3 separate regions of the Sus scrofa genome follow, and regions 1 and 2 are each linked to region 3. The links are chromatin contacts, called in public HiChIP or PLAC-seq maps. All regions are on one chromosome and are shown on one strand. Each heading gives the region's core, a stretch centred on a gene start, on an enhancer-like site or on the middle of the called end of the contact. The rest is flanking DNA. Distances are from core to core; before and after follow the strand shown.

Region 1 (4,861 bases), core at 468-2,967, 220 kb after region 3:
CCGGATTCTTAATCCACTGCACCACAGCAGGTACTCCCAATATGGCTTTTTTAAAAAAGGAATTAAGGATGGAGCATGGTAGAGGATAATGTGAGAAAAAGAATGTATATATATGTATGTGTGACTGGGTCACTTTGCTATACAGGAGAAAACTGACAGAACACTGTAAACCAACTATAATGGAAAAAATAAAAGTCATTAATTTAAAAAAAAAGGCATTAGGGAGTTCCCTTGTGATGTAAAGGGTTAAGAATCCAGTATTGTCACTGCAGCAGCCTGGGTTGCTGCTGTGGTGCAAGTTCAATCCCTGGACCAGGAATTTCCACATGCCACAGGGGTGGCCAAAAAAAAAAAAAAAAAAAAAAAAAAAAAAACTTTAAAAGACAGAGTCAAAGATATAGATGTTTCATTAGGACAAAACAAAACAAAACCCTGGCTTTTCATATTTCTGTGGTTTAAAAAGATTACCAAATAAGGATCTATTCCAGCAGAACACATCATTTATACCTTTCTTATGGCATTTACCATATAATACAGGACTCTTTACAACATGGGCTATGACATTCATTTTGTGTACAAAGCAGGGTATAGCATATTAGGGGCTCAGTAAATACAGTTGTGCCTTGGTGTCCACAGAGACAGCAAAATCAAGAATGGTCAAATCTTTTATATGAAATGGCATAGTACAGTTGTCCCTCTGTATCCTTGAATTTGTAGAAACCAGCTGTAAGCAGGATTGACTATATTTGATAGGTAAATCAAAGATAGAAATTTTCTTTAAAATATTCCTTCCTAGGAACTCTTCAACCTAAGTCAAGTTTTCAGACCTAGAATAGTTGCTTTGAGAAAAGGAGAACCAAAAATCAATCTTCAATTAATACAGATTAAGAAAGAAAGAAAAAGCTTACAAAACACCTTATTACAGGTCATTTAAGCCGATTAAAATATTCCACAAACTCTAACTGGCAATCTGTATTTGCTGCTTTATCATGTATATGTCCAGTAACATAAAATAGTAACATTGTTTGCCAGTCCTTCAGAGGAGTAGAAATATATCTCATGAGTTATCATCTAAACTCCCAAAAGTAACGAATAGGGATGGGGGTTAAGAAGTACAAACTATTATTTCTAAAATAAATAAGCTACAGGAGTTCTCATCGTGGCACAGCTGTTAACGAATATGACTAGGAACCATGAGGTTTTGGGTTCGATCCCTGGCCTTTCTCAGTGGGTTAGGGATCCGGCGTTGCTGTGAGCTGTGGTGTAGGTTACAGACGTGGCTCGGATCCCTAGTTGCTGTGGCTCTGGCGTAGGCCGGCAGCAACAGCTCCAATTAGACCCCTAGCCTGGGAACCTCCATATGCCGCAGGAACGGCCCAAGAAATGGCAAAAAGACAAAAAAACAAAAAAACAAAAAAACTTAAATTTTTAAAATTTCTCAAAAATGAGAAAAATGTAGTTACAAAAATGATCAAAATATAGTAATACAAAAACTGGGGGGCTATAGCAAAAGGAATCTGTCTACAGAGCTTTAAATTTTCCAGAACATATTTCTAAATTCAAAATATCAAACTGAATATTTAGACTTCTTTTTGGATAAGAAATTCTTATTGTTGAGTAGCCAACTTTGTTTTCTGAACTAGAACAACTCAAGAGCAAGAACTTTTTAAACATTACAACTTGCTTCTAGCACATTTTATCAGTCTATTAGCAAGGCAATATTATACTGCCACCTAAAGTGAAAAAAAAGAATTACTGCTTATAGTTAAGACAGGAGATAAAGGAATTCTAAAAGTATGACAGAAAAAGTTAAATGTTTTCAGTCTCTCCTATTCATGTCTCCTGATCTAAACATTTTAAGACCAGATAGTTTACATTCATTTTTATACTAAAGTTAACTTATTACTTTTTTTTTTTTTTTTTTTGTCTTTTCTAAGGCTGCACCCACGGCATATGGAGGTTCCCAGGGTCAGGGCTGAATCAGAGTTGTGGCCGCCGGCCTACACCACAGCCACAGCAACGCCAGATCACGGCAGCACCAGATCCTTAACCCACTGATCGAGGACAGGGTTCAAACCCACAACCTCATGGTTCCTCGTCAGATTCGTTAACCACTGAGCCACGACGGGAACTTCCAATTTCCTGTTACTTAATAGTTGCTGTACAAAATGTATACAAATGATGTCTGTTCTTAAATTGACTCAAGTATCAAAAAGAAACTGTTTTATGCACTTTTCATTTGTAAAACAAGTCATAAACCATCATATAAGAGGTGCCCTCCCTATATCCAGAGGAACAGAGCATCCATTCTTATATTCAAAAGCAAAGGAATGCCAAGAAGAACCCTACATACAGGGCTTACTAAATTTCCCTCTGTTTACTATAATTACTTCATACTTCTAACCTATGATAATCCTTTATGAACTGTCCACTCTTTATCAAACCTGGGATAAAATAGTCAGGTCTGTTTCTTTGTGTCTTCCTTTCCTTATGAAGGCTCCTGCGTCACACAAAAGTACAAATTTGTACACTTCTCTCCTGTTAATTTGTCTTTGTCAGTTTATATTTCAGACTTACAGACAGAAACCATATGCTATCACTTATATGCAGAATCTTAAGAATGATACAAACGAACTTATTTACAAAACAGAAAGATACAGACTTCAAAAACAAACTTAGGTTATCAAAGGGGACAGGTGGGGGAGGAATGGATTGGGGGTTTGGAATTCACATATGCACACTACTGTATATGGAATGGGTGGTCAATGGGGACCTGCTATAAAGCACAGGGAACTCTACCCAATAAGCTGTAATAAACTAAAAGGGAAAAGAATCTGGGAAAAGTGGATATGTGCATATGTATAACAAAACCGCTTTATTGTACAGCAGAATTTATCACATCGTAAATCAACTATAAGTCAATGAAACTTTTAAAAATTTCAGACTTGGCCAGAAACCCCAAGAGAGTCAAGGAAAAACCTCTTCCTCTCCTGTATTGGCATATTGTCCATGTCAAAAGAAAACTCTTGGAAATTAAAAATATGATCTAGTGAAAAATTCAACTAAAAGACTAGGAGTTCCCATGTGGCTTAGTGGGTCAAGAACCCAACACAGTCTCCTTGAGGATGTGAGTTCGATCTCCGGCCTTGCTCAGTGGGTTAAAGATCCAGCGTTGCTGCAAGCTGCAGCATAGGTAATATATGCGGCTCAGATCCAGTGTTGCTGTGGCTGTAGTGCAGGCTGGCAGCTGCAACCCTGATTCAACCCCTAAGCCTGGGAACTTCCATACGCTACAGGTGTAGTAGCCCTAAAGAGAAAAAACACAAAGTCTAGAGATCAGGTTGAGGAAATCTACCAAACAGTAGAAGAAAAAACAAAGAAAGAGAAAATAGAGAAAATCAAATTTGAGGATTCAGTCTAGAAGGTCTAACATTCAAAAAATCAGTGCTAGAAAAAGAGAAAAAAAAGAGATAAGAAAATAAAGTAGTAATACAATTTTCCCAGAACTAAAGGTCACAAGTCTCCAGACTGAAAGGACACAGAGTGGCCCAAATAACAAAATGAAAGAAAATCATACATCAATGACATTCAAGGAAATAAAGGATTAAGAGAAACTCCTAAAAGCTTCCAGAGATAAAAGACAGGTGACAGTTAATGAAACAATGCATTCAAATTGTGGCTCAACCTAGAAATACCTTCTCAGCCAAACTAGCAATTAAGTGTGAGACCAGATAAATACATCTTTTATGACTTAAAAAGAAAAAATTACCTCTCCTACAATCTTCCTTAAGGAGCTACTTGAGAACTGCTTCCAGATCTGAGAAGAGGCAGTTAAGCAGCCCCCCATGAGAAGATGATGCTACCACAGTGCACACCTTGGTCTAGTCAAGAGATGCTTTGACAGTTAAAATGGTCCCAAAGATAGTCAAGAAACTTAAAATGAGGAATTCCCATTATGGTGCAGCAGGAACGAATCTGACTAGGGACCTTGAGGTTTCGGGTTCGATCCCTGGCCTTGCTCACTGGGTTGGGGCTCAGGCGTTGCCATGAGCTGTGGTGTAGGTCGGCAGCTGTAGTTCCAATTCAACCCCTAGCCTGGGAACCTCCAAATGCCATGGGTGTGGCCCTAGAAAAGACAAAAAGAAAGAAAGAAAAAAAAAGAAAAGAAAAGAAAAGGAAAAGAAAACTTAAAATGAGGTCCCAGAGCAGCCAAATCCTCATCCAGGAAAGACATTACATGACTTTAGTCAGCCATATTCATGAAAAGCCTCTACCTTGAGACGAGAGGCAGACAACTAGGGGAAATTAGTTGTGTGCTATTTCTATATTTTCTTTTTAGACCACTATATCTAAAAGTAGGACTTCCCCTACCCTTTTTTATTCTTTGTTTATGCTGTAGAGTGGGCTAGGAACTTCTCTAAACTGCCTCTAATTTAGCTAAGTTGGTATATTCAGTGACTGCCTTTTTAAAATACCTTTAACCATTAGCTTACTGTCTATATTCTCCAGTAATTATATGATCTACAGGGCAGAGACTATAGCTGTGATGTTTACTGCTATATCCCAACCACAGAGCATGGTAATATAATATAGTTGCTTAGGGAAGCTGGGTGGTGCCCACGCTGGGTGCCCCCTCCTATTTCATAGAGGCCACTGAATCCTGTCAAATCTAAATTTGTTGAAATCTCTTGTTGGCCAATGACCAACTCTTTCCAAGCTGAGTTTCCTTCAGTGTTATACAGGCCTAGGTATCTATACACTGTTTTTCATTTTAAGTTTTAGGAGTCAGGTGAAAGAAATATAAGAGATCTTCAATTAGTACTTCTAACAGAATTTCACTTTTTTTTTAGTTTATTTTTTA
Region 2 (4,340 bases), core at 263-2,762, 150 kb before region 3:
ATTTATCCACATACATACAGGTCGTTAATGATGTTTTATAAATGTTGGAAATGGTTGTCTCTGGGCAGTAGGACTCAGTGAGTTGGGTTTTTTTTTTTTTTTACTTTTTTGGTTGTGCTTTTCTGTATTACTTACATTTTTATACCAGATATATGTTATTTTAAACAAAAGCAATAAAATCATTGTTTCACATTATTTTCCTAAAAGCTTTCTTTATAGGCATTCAGGGTGGAACTCAACTTCAGGTCCTAGGCAGTGGTGGATCCAGGATGCAGAAGGTAGAATCTGGGGAGATGCTGTGACAGTCGACACAAGGTATCTGGCTACTGGGAGGCCCTTTCCCAACTGAGGTCCTGTTCACAGCCATTGTGGCAGAAAACTCCCTAATGGCAAATGCCACTAAAGGTATTCAAGGCTTTCCATAGTCATGCCCAGTCCCCAAAGAAGCCACATGGCCTTAAGTTCAGCAAAATGATGCCTTTCAATTTTTGAGAAAGTCCAACTTTTGTTTATTGTGACATCCAAGAAGCTAACGCTCCCAGAAATCAATCCAGAGGCTGGCTCTATTCTTCGGGACCCCCCAAGCAAGAGACCTGACTATATGACTGTCCTGTGCCCACAGCTATGTGACCAAGTCCCCCACTCCATCCTCCAAGCTGGACTTTTTAACAGGAAGGGCATTAGTGAGCATAAAACCCATCATCCTTTTATATTTCATTGTTCCTCTTCTTATATCTGGTTGTCAACAAATGTTCAACAGGAAATTTTTCTTTTATTACTTCTCTTCCTGTATTTTAAGGGAAGTGGTGGAGGTTTCTGTGGATACAGCATGCAGTCAACTGAGGTTTTGTAAGGCTGAGCACATCCCCCCAAAATTTATGGGCTTTCAGCCTTCCTTACTGAAAGTTTGTGCTGGCCTTCATATTCCGTCTTTTAGTCTGCACAACAGGTGTCCTGATAGGAGGCACCAGCTCAGCAACAGTAGGAGCAGAGACAAGCCTGGGAGCAGCAGCAGGAAAGTGTGCAGCAGGAACAGGGTTATCTAAACCTGTTCCTTTCTTTTTTTTCTCTTTTTCTTCCTCCTTTCTTTTCTTTTTTCTTTCTTTTTCTTTCCCTTTCTCTTTCTTTTTCTTTCTTTCTCTCTTTCTCTTTTCTTTTTAGGGCCACATCCATGGCATATAGAAGTTTCCAGCCTAGGGGTAAAATTCAGAGCTCCAGCCACAGCAACACCAAATCCAAGTTGCATCTGCAACCTGTGCCACAGCTTGCAGCAATGCTGGATCCTTAACCCACTGAGCGAGGCCAGGGCTCAAACCCACATCCTCATGGAAACTAGTTGGGTTCTTAAGCCACTGAGCCACAACGGGAACTTTCGGGTTATCTAAACCTGAAGGCAGGCCAGGAACGTGACCCAGAGGACCTGCATACTGGGCTCTGCCAAAGGGCTGGGGATGACATGCAGCCAGTGTCTCCAAGAGACAGAACAACTAGACAAGTTGTCATAGTAACAGTCAGAAGCAGGGGGTAGGCCTTGGGTGAACACAGAGAAACACATCAAGAATCTGAGGTCAGCCCCTGCCAGTGGCCTAAGGGAACTTCTTAGAAAATATTGTTTGTAATCACTTTTTTTTCCCCCCCGCTTTTTAGGGCCACACCCATGGCGTATGGAGGTTCCCAGGGTAGAGGTCTAATCAGAGCTGTAGCTGCCAGCCTGAATGAGAGAGCCTCAGCAACATGGGATCTGAGCCTCATCTGCGACCTATACCACAGCTCACAGCAACAACAGATCCTTAGTTGGCTGAATGAGGCCAGGGATTGAACCGCATCCTAATGGATCCTAGTCAGGTTCATTAACTGCTGAGCCATGAAGGGAACTCCCCCCCCCCATTTTTTTTGTACTCACTTTTTTAATATCAGAAAGATTATAAAATTATTTATTAAAACACAAATAATGTTAACACATTATTTGTTAAAACCAATACAATTAGGAGTTCCCATCATGGCACAGCAGAAACAATTATTTGTTAAAATATCAGAAATATTATAAAATTATTTGTTACAAGTCAATCAATTTACTTGAAATCAAGTAATACTTCAAACCCTATGTTCTCTGTGTTCTGAATCAAAGTTCTAGAATTGTCTGTTGCAGGTTGTCCATCTCCTGGCTGCTCTCTAATACATCTAAGAGTCAGAGTGCTAATTATTCAGAGTGTCTCAGACACAAGGCAGCAGAAACCACAGTATCCCCCGCCCTGATGCTGGATTACTTGCAACTCCCTCATCACCCCTTCCCTTCGATTCCTTATTGGCTTCAGTGTGTCACGGTGCCTGGCAAGGCTTTTTCTTCTCATAGTTCTAATTTGGGCAGATGGCTTTTACTCACTTCGCGGCACCTTCCCCAACCCAAAGTTTCTATCTCTATAGATGTCCCTCAGTTATTAAAAATATGATTTTACTCATTCAGTGAAAGTAGATATGAACAAACAGCAAAGTGGTCCTTTGAGCACGGCCTTCCAGCTGCCTCTTACACCCCTGCCCATGATAAGGGCTGACAGAAGTCTCTGCCTTAACCAGTTTCAAATCTTGGGTGATTCTGTTTAGCTGTATTTACCTGAGCCACTCCCTCAGCTCACTCACTCCTCATCCTGCTCAAAACGGCTTCTGCCTCCTCTGCTCCACTGATCCGCTCTTTCCAAGACCATTAGCTAGCTCCTACTCCTGCTAAAAACCACCCACATGTTCAGCTGTCACCTCCCTAATCTGTCCGCTCATGTGTGAAACTTTTTCTCTCCATCCATAACTCCCTTGGCCGATGGTTTCTCTCATATCCTTCGCTCTCCCAGTTCTTCTCATTCCGCTCCCTCCTCAATGGTCTTCTCTTCCTCTTCTACCCACAAATTTTCAGGGTTGCATTCTCAGCAAGCAAGCTCTTTTCTTTGCTTTTTTTTGCTTTTTAGGGCCACACCCATGGCATGTGGTCGTTCTCAGGCTAGGGATTGAACTGGAGCTACAGCTGCCGGCCTACAGTGCAGCCACAGTAACACCAGATCCGAGCCACAGCTGCAACCTACACCACAGCTCACAGCAACGCCGGATCCTCACTCACCAAGCAAGGCCAGGAATCGAACCCACATCCTGTTAGATACTAGTCGGGTTCATTACCGCTGAGCCACAACTGGAACTCCAAGCAAGCTCCTTTATACTCATGTTTTAACTACCAAATGTCTCCCAACCCAGACCACCCCTATATCCAACCCTTAGTCTTAACTGCTGGAAATAAACACACCATGGAGCCCCCAAGCTCTAGCTCTCTTCCTGGGTTACATTTCTTTCTCTTTTTGTTTTTTTAGGCCCGCACCTTTGGCATAGGGAAGTTCCCAGGCAAACAGTCAAATCAGAGCTGTAGGTGCCAGCCACAGCCACTGCAACACCAGATCTGAGCCATGTCTGTGAGCTACACCACAGCTCTGGCAACACCGGATCCTTAACCCACTGAGCGAGGTCAGGGATCGAACCTGCATCCTCATGGTTACTAGTTAGATTCATTTCCTCTGAGCCACAATGGGAACTCCTGGTTACATTTCTTAAATTACATTCTGTTACACTTCTGCAGCCCACGGAAATGTGCACATGAATAGAAGTGAAAACCATTCTGGGTCCCTAAAGCAGAAGTGACTCCAAGAGCCACAATCACTACTGGATCAGAAATCACAGACAAAAGAATAGTAAACAGGAGTTCACATCGTGGCACAGTGGAAATGAGTCCAACTAGGAACCATGAGGTTGCGGGTTCCATCCCTGGCCTAGCTCAGTGGGTTAAGGATCTGGCATTGCCATGAGCTGTGGTGCAGCTCGCAGATGCAGCTCAGAGATGCAGCTCAGATCTGGCATTGCTGTGGCTCTGGCATAGGCTGGCAGCTACAGCTCTGATTAGACCCCTAGCCTGGAAATCTCCACATGCCATGGGTGCAGCCCTAAAAAGCTAAATAAATAAATAAATAAATAAAATTTAAAAAGAGAAGTCACGGCCTCAAGGGATTCAGCAGACACTTACCTCAGAGAGGAAGTTCAGTTGTTCTTCCTCTTGTATCTGTGTTCTTTTCAAGGTCTTTATCTCCCCAAGTAGAAAATGGAGAGGAGTAAATGTGCTTCTCCTTTGCTTTGATGTCAGCCAGGAAGGAGGTACATGAAAAAACATGGACAGGGTAGGGGGGCGGAGGGAGGGCTTAGGGGTAGGAAGAGTTAAGTGCAGTGGGAGTTTCCCCCAAAGTTCCAATGTGTTCTAAAGATACAAACCAAGCTAACTCATTTAACTCTGAATCCTGGAGCTTTAATCTTTT
Region 3 (4,372 bases), core at 600-3,099:
AGAGCCCTGGCCCCCTGCCATATCAGGGGGCAGAGGACCTGTACGTCATCCTGCCTGCACAACCTCCCCTGCCCTCACTCTAGAAGCCTGGCCAGAGTGGCTTTCCTAAATCCTTACCTCCCTCCCAGGCTGCTCACATCTGTTGCCTGGTCCTTGCCAGGCCTTTCCAGGTTCTGCTCAGATAAAGAGACAGGGACAGCTTGCAGCTAAGCGGTTCCGGGGGAGAGAACCTACCTCCTGGCACTCAGGGCAGACAGTGCGGCGATCAGAGTGTGAGTGCAGCTGCTCGGTGGGGACCAGAAGAGCTGGGCCAGCCCTAGAGCCTGTTCCTTCACAGGAGCAAGAAGCCTGGCCTGGGTTCTTAACCAGGGCCCAAGAGCCCCAGGCCTCCCCAAACACCCGGCACAGATAGAGAACGTGTCTGACTGCGTTCTGGTCTCTAAGTCATAGAACATCTACCAGCTAAATTCAAGGAATTGAGTTTGTAGTCAGTAATAATTCCCTTCATGTTCAAAATGTAAAGGAAAAAGGACATGTGGTCAATCTGTTTACCTACATGTTGCCACAGGCAACATTATATACACACCAAAGTGTCTGAGGCACCTTCTGGTCTCCATGGATTACATAGGTCCCCAAGCCTAGTGTGATTGATCTTTCTCAAATGGTTCTTATCATTTAAAATAAAATCAATCACCAAGTCCAATCCTCAGATAAACACAGACAGAACTTAGAGAAAAAGAGGAAGAAAATTTAGTAAACGGGAATCAGCCTTCTCAGAGGCCATCTTGCCCCTGCCTTTAGTAAAACTGGCAAGAGTTAGAGATCTTCAGGGTATAAGACTGTGTCATTATAAAACAAGGCTGGTAGATGTTTGAGGAAGAGAATGTCCCAGATCATTTTTCACTTTGGAAAGTCAGAGTCTGGTATCTAGAGTCAAAGTTAAAGTCTGATTATGCTACCTATTACTAGCTGTGTGACCTTATGCAAGTTACTTGACATCTCTGAGTCTCAGTTTCCTTATCTGTCAGATGGGGATGACATAACCTGCCACACCAGTGTGTTAACTACCATGCAATGAGCATTCAAGAGTTTTCCTTCATGGCTTCTGATTCCCACAACAAACGCAAAGCACATTTCTCAAGTTTTAGTGTTCTTGCCTCTTTTATAAATATTCTCACTCTAGAAATCCATCTACCCACCACCTTAAACCATTACCTCCGAAAGGAGGATTACAAGTGGATGCAGTTAACTCCAGATATTAGCTCTAAACCTTGTGGAGTCTCTCTTCCTGGGCCCCTCATCTGCAATGGATCGCTCCTTCCACTTGCCCTTGTAGCAGGACCTTGAGCTGCTTCTTCCCCCAGGAGTCGAAAGTCCCCACTTCCACGCCTCACCTGCACCTCCTCCTCTCCTCTCCCCTCTCCCATTCACACTCTGCCTTTGGCTGCCACGGGAGCCCAACCCCTTCGTTCCCGCAGCTCCGCTACCCACTCTCAGCCCCTGTACCCACATCCCTCGCTCATGCTGCTCCCCCGTTTGGTCACCAGCACACCTCGGCTCCCTCACAGCCTAACTGCAGCCGTGCTATCTTCTACAACTCCTCTCTTCTCCACTCCCGGAGCTCAGGGCCTCATGGACAAGATGAGATGAGGCCCCTTGGATGAGATCTCCTGCCCAAGGATATGCCCCAGCCTGACCACCAGCCTCATTCCTCCAGCCTCCACTCACATGCCCTTCTGGTCCTGGCCAGGGCCCTTTAGGATGCTTGTGCTTCCCCTCACACCACCCCCTGCCAACATCCTCCAACTCCGCAGCAGATACACTTTAACCTCCAACCACAGCAAACACATTTCCCTCTTGCGGAAAGCCCCAGCTCCTCTGTCATCTGCAAGTGCCCTCTGTCTGCTCTGCCTTCCTGAAGAGCTCCTCCTCCTCAATTAGGTCCAGGGTCACTTCTGAAGCTCTCCTCCCAGGAGTTAGGGCATCCTCTGTGATGGAGGTCTCGCACTGTGTCTACCACCATGACCTCTGCACGTGGCATTTGAGAGTCAGTCAGCATTGGCTGAACAAACATATTTTGGTCATATGGTCAAGTTCACTGAATACAGATGTTCAGCAGCAACTAGATTAATTAAATAAACATGCTCTTTCTCTAAAGCGATGACACTGGAAAATCACTTATATGTGTGCTGGTCAGTGACACGTATTAAAAGAAATCTGTCTCACCTTTTTGAATATGCAAGTATAACAGCAGGATTTTCTAAAGTTAGGGAAGGTAAGAATAACAGAAGTGATGAGTCTGTCTACACCTGGGTGGGTTAGGGCAAGATTTGAAATGGCAAACTGGAGTGAAAAGCCCCACCCAGCCCCAGCTGTGTGGGAAGGCAGGTGCGTGGGATTCTGCAGAGCTTCCAGTGCTCCTCTGGCAGCACTCCCCGCCATCGCATCCCCAGACAGAGGAGCTGCCACACCTCCCTCCTGGCGATGGGAGGACCCACAACAGTAGAGGGACAGGGTGACCATGTCTGAAGGAAGGAAGGCCCGTGGGACAGACTGAAAACTCGGGGACATCTACTTACCTAGGTGGAAAACCATCCTAGAAAAGAAATGTTGCAATGGAGCTGAATGTGTTTTGGAAGCCCTTGTTAAGAGCCCATGCATGGATATGGCTCAGTAAGAGTTTCCACTCCAAGCCCCAGAACCTGGGTACAAAGTCTGGCTGGCAGGCTCTCAACAAGCCCTCAGAAAAATCCCTAGATTTCTCTCTGATTCATCCTTCTGTTTTGCTTAGTTGGGGTACATGGGATGTATTTCAGTCTGGGTCCAACCAGGAGGCAAAAACCACACGATAACTTAAGCATGGGAAGTTCAAAAATATGGTAATTGAGTAACTATAAAGATAGACTAGAACCTTAAAGCGTACCCTGTGCCAGATAAAAAGTACCCCCAAAAGGATAAATGTGAAAGATTGGGAGCTTGTTGAAGAAGGTATAGATGGCAGAAAAGTTCCTGGGTGCCCAGGCTAGAGATGGTCCAGTCACTGGGAAAGCAGGAACCACCTTCTAGGGTACTGGCACAAAGTCTGGAACAGAGTACCCATCAGGAGGGTGACAGGGAAACAAAACTGGGACACAGCTGGAAGGGCGCAGAGGGAGTCATATACCTAGGGTATCAGGGGGCCGCTGGAACCAGGACCTGGAGAAGCCTCCCTCTGCAGGAACTTAATACCTCATTGCACGGCCTGGACAAAATGGGCCATACTAAGCACAAAGATAGGTGGCCAGCTCACTAGATGGCCAGAATCACAGGGCTCCCAGTGTGCATACATGTAGGGCTGAAGAGAAGTAGCAACCTGGGCTGGGCCCAGGCTCCCCTTTCTTCCTCAGCTGCCAGAGCTGGACAGAATGCACAGCAGCCAAAAGCTGGAGAACGCTATGGCCTGCAGGTGCCCAGAAGTGTAGGTTCTAGACTCCTGGAACCAGGAAGGAAAATCCTGCAACAGCCTCTTCAGGGCCCTCAAAGTAGAGAAGGCAAAGGAAAAAATATCTGAAGGCCCTGCTCCATTTTCACAGATCAGGCAACAAAGGATAAATTTGGAGCTGACAAGCAACAGCTGAAAACTGGCACAAGTGAGAGATCTCTGCATCACCAATCTGAACTCATCCCCAACCATAAACAGTGCTATCTAAATCTAAAGTTAGAGGGAAAGTGTATAAAGCACGGGTGCTGTACAGTGAATTGATAAGCAATTGATAAGCAATAAATAGACAATGGTCCATTAGTTGACAGCAGAGGACGAGGCAGGACCTGAGTGGGGCTTGAAACATGGTAGGTATCAGAGCTTTGGGGAGAAGCAGGGCAGCCCAGAGCTGGGCTGGGTGCCCAGGGTGTCAGCATGCAGAGACCCACACAGACAGTTTGTGGGCAGATGGGATGAGGCTGCTGGAGAGAATGGACAAGTGCTCTTGGGCCCCAAGCCTCTCTGGGTAAGGGTTCATTGTGTCCACACCTAACTTAACAAATGCTGCTGCTGGAGAGACTGTAGGAACATGTTTCCTTTCACAGCCCCTCTATTGAAACACACATACACAACTAAGTCACACAGGTACAGGAAATAAGGGGAAAATGAAGAAGTCCAAATTGGATGTCTGTGTTGATTACAAATACAGTTGGCTTTTGTGCCCATAGATTTGATAAAGCTGATTGGGTTCACAGGGGGGAGAGACCGTGGTCTCAGCGATTCCTCTTCTGTGGTCAGATGTCTAATGCACCCTCTGACAGTACAGGTATTTGGCCTGGCTGACCAATCACTAACCTATGAATTGGTACTGATTTTCGTTATAATTAAAAAAAAAAAAAAAAAAAAAAAAAA

The links. HiChIP or PLAC-seq counts read pairs in DNA pulled down with a chosen protein or histone mark.
Region 1: a contact with region 3 is called in an H3K27ac HiChIP or PLAC-seq map of alveolar macrophages. The contact joins two enhancer-like sites. A contact is called at or near these places in 1 of 47 Hi-C or Micro-C datasets (heart right ventricle) and 1 of 2 datasets of contacts at active chromatin or transcription factors (alveolar macrophages).
Region 2: a contact with region 3 is called in an H3K27ac HiChIP or PLAC-seq map of alveolar macrophages. The contact joins two enhancer-like sites. A contact is called at or near these places in 1 of 47 Hi-C or Micro-C datasets (heart right ventricle) and 1 of 2 datasets of contacts at active chromatin or transcription factors (alveolar macrophages).

The regions. Positions count from the first base shown.
Region 1 is chr3:79,898,679-79,903,539 of Sscrofa11.1, forward strand. All of the region lies in intron 1 of COMMD1 (COMM domain-containing protein 1), which reads right to left. Among named protein-coding and RNA genes, the nearest start is that of COMMD1, 13 kb to the right of the region's middle. Within about 2 kb of position 1,718, at least 2 of the 83 cell types and tissues checked have an H3K27ac peak or open chromatin away from gene starts, as enhancers often do. A contact at or near this core is called in alveolar macrophages, where this site is marked.
Region 2 is chr3:79,529,154-79,533,493 of Sscrofa11.1, forward strand. All of the region lies in intron 1 of LOC106508312 (a long non-coding RNA gene), which reads right to left. Among named protein-coding and RNA genes, the nearest start is that of TMEM17, 120 kb to the left of the region's middle. Within about 2 kb of position 1,513, at least 8 of the 83 cell types and tissues checked have an H3K27ac peak or open chromatin away from gene starts, as enhancers often do. A contact at or near this core is called in alveolar macrophages, where this site is marked.
Region 3 is chr3:79,682,187-79,686,558 of Sscrofa11.1, forward strand. The region is part of intron 1 of B3GNT2 (N-acetyllactosaminide beta-1,3-N-acetylglucosaminyltransferase 2); the gene reads right to left. Among named protein-coding and RNA genes, the nearest start is that of B3GNT2, 20 kb to the right of the region's middle. Within about 2 kb of position 1,850, at least 7 of the 83 cell types and tissues checked have an H3K27ac peak or open chromatin away from gene starts, as enhancers often do. A contact at or near this core is called in alveolar macrophages, where this site is marked.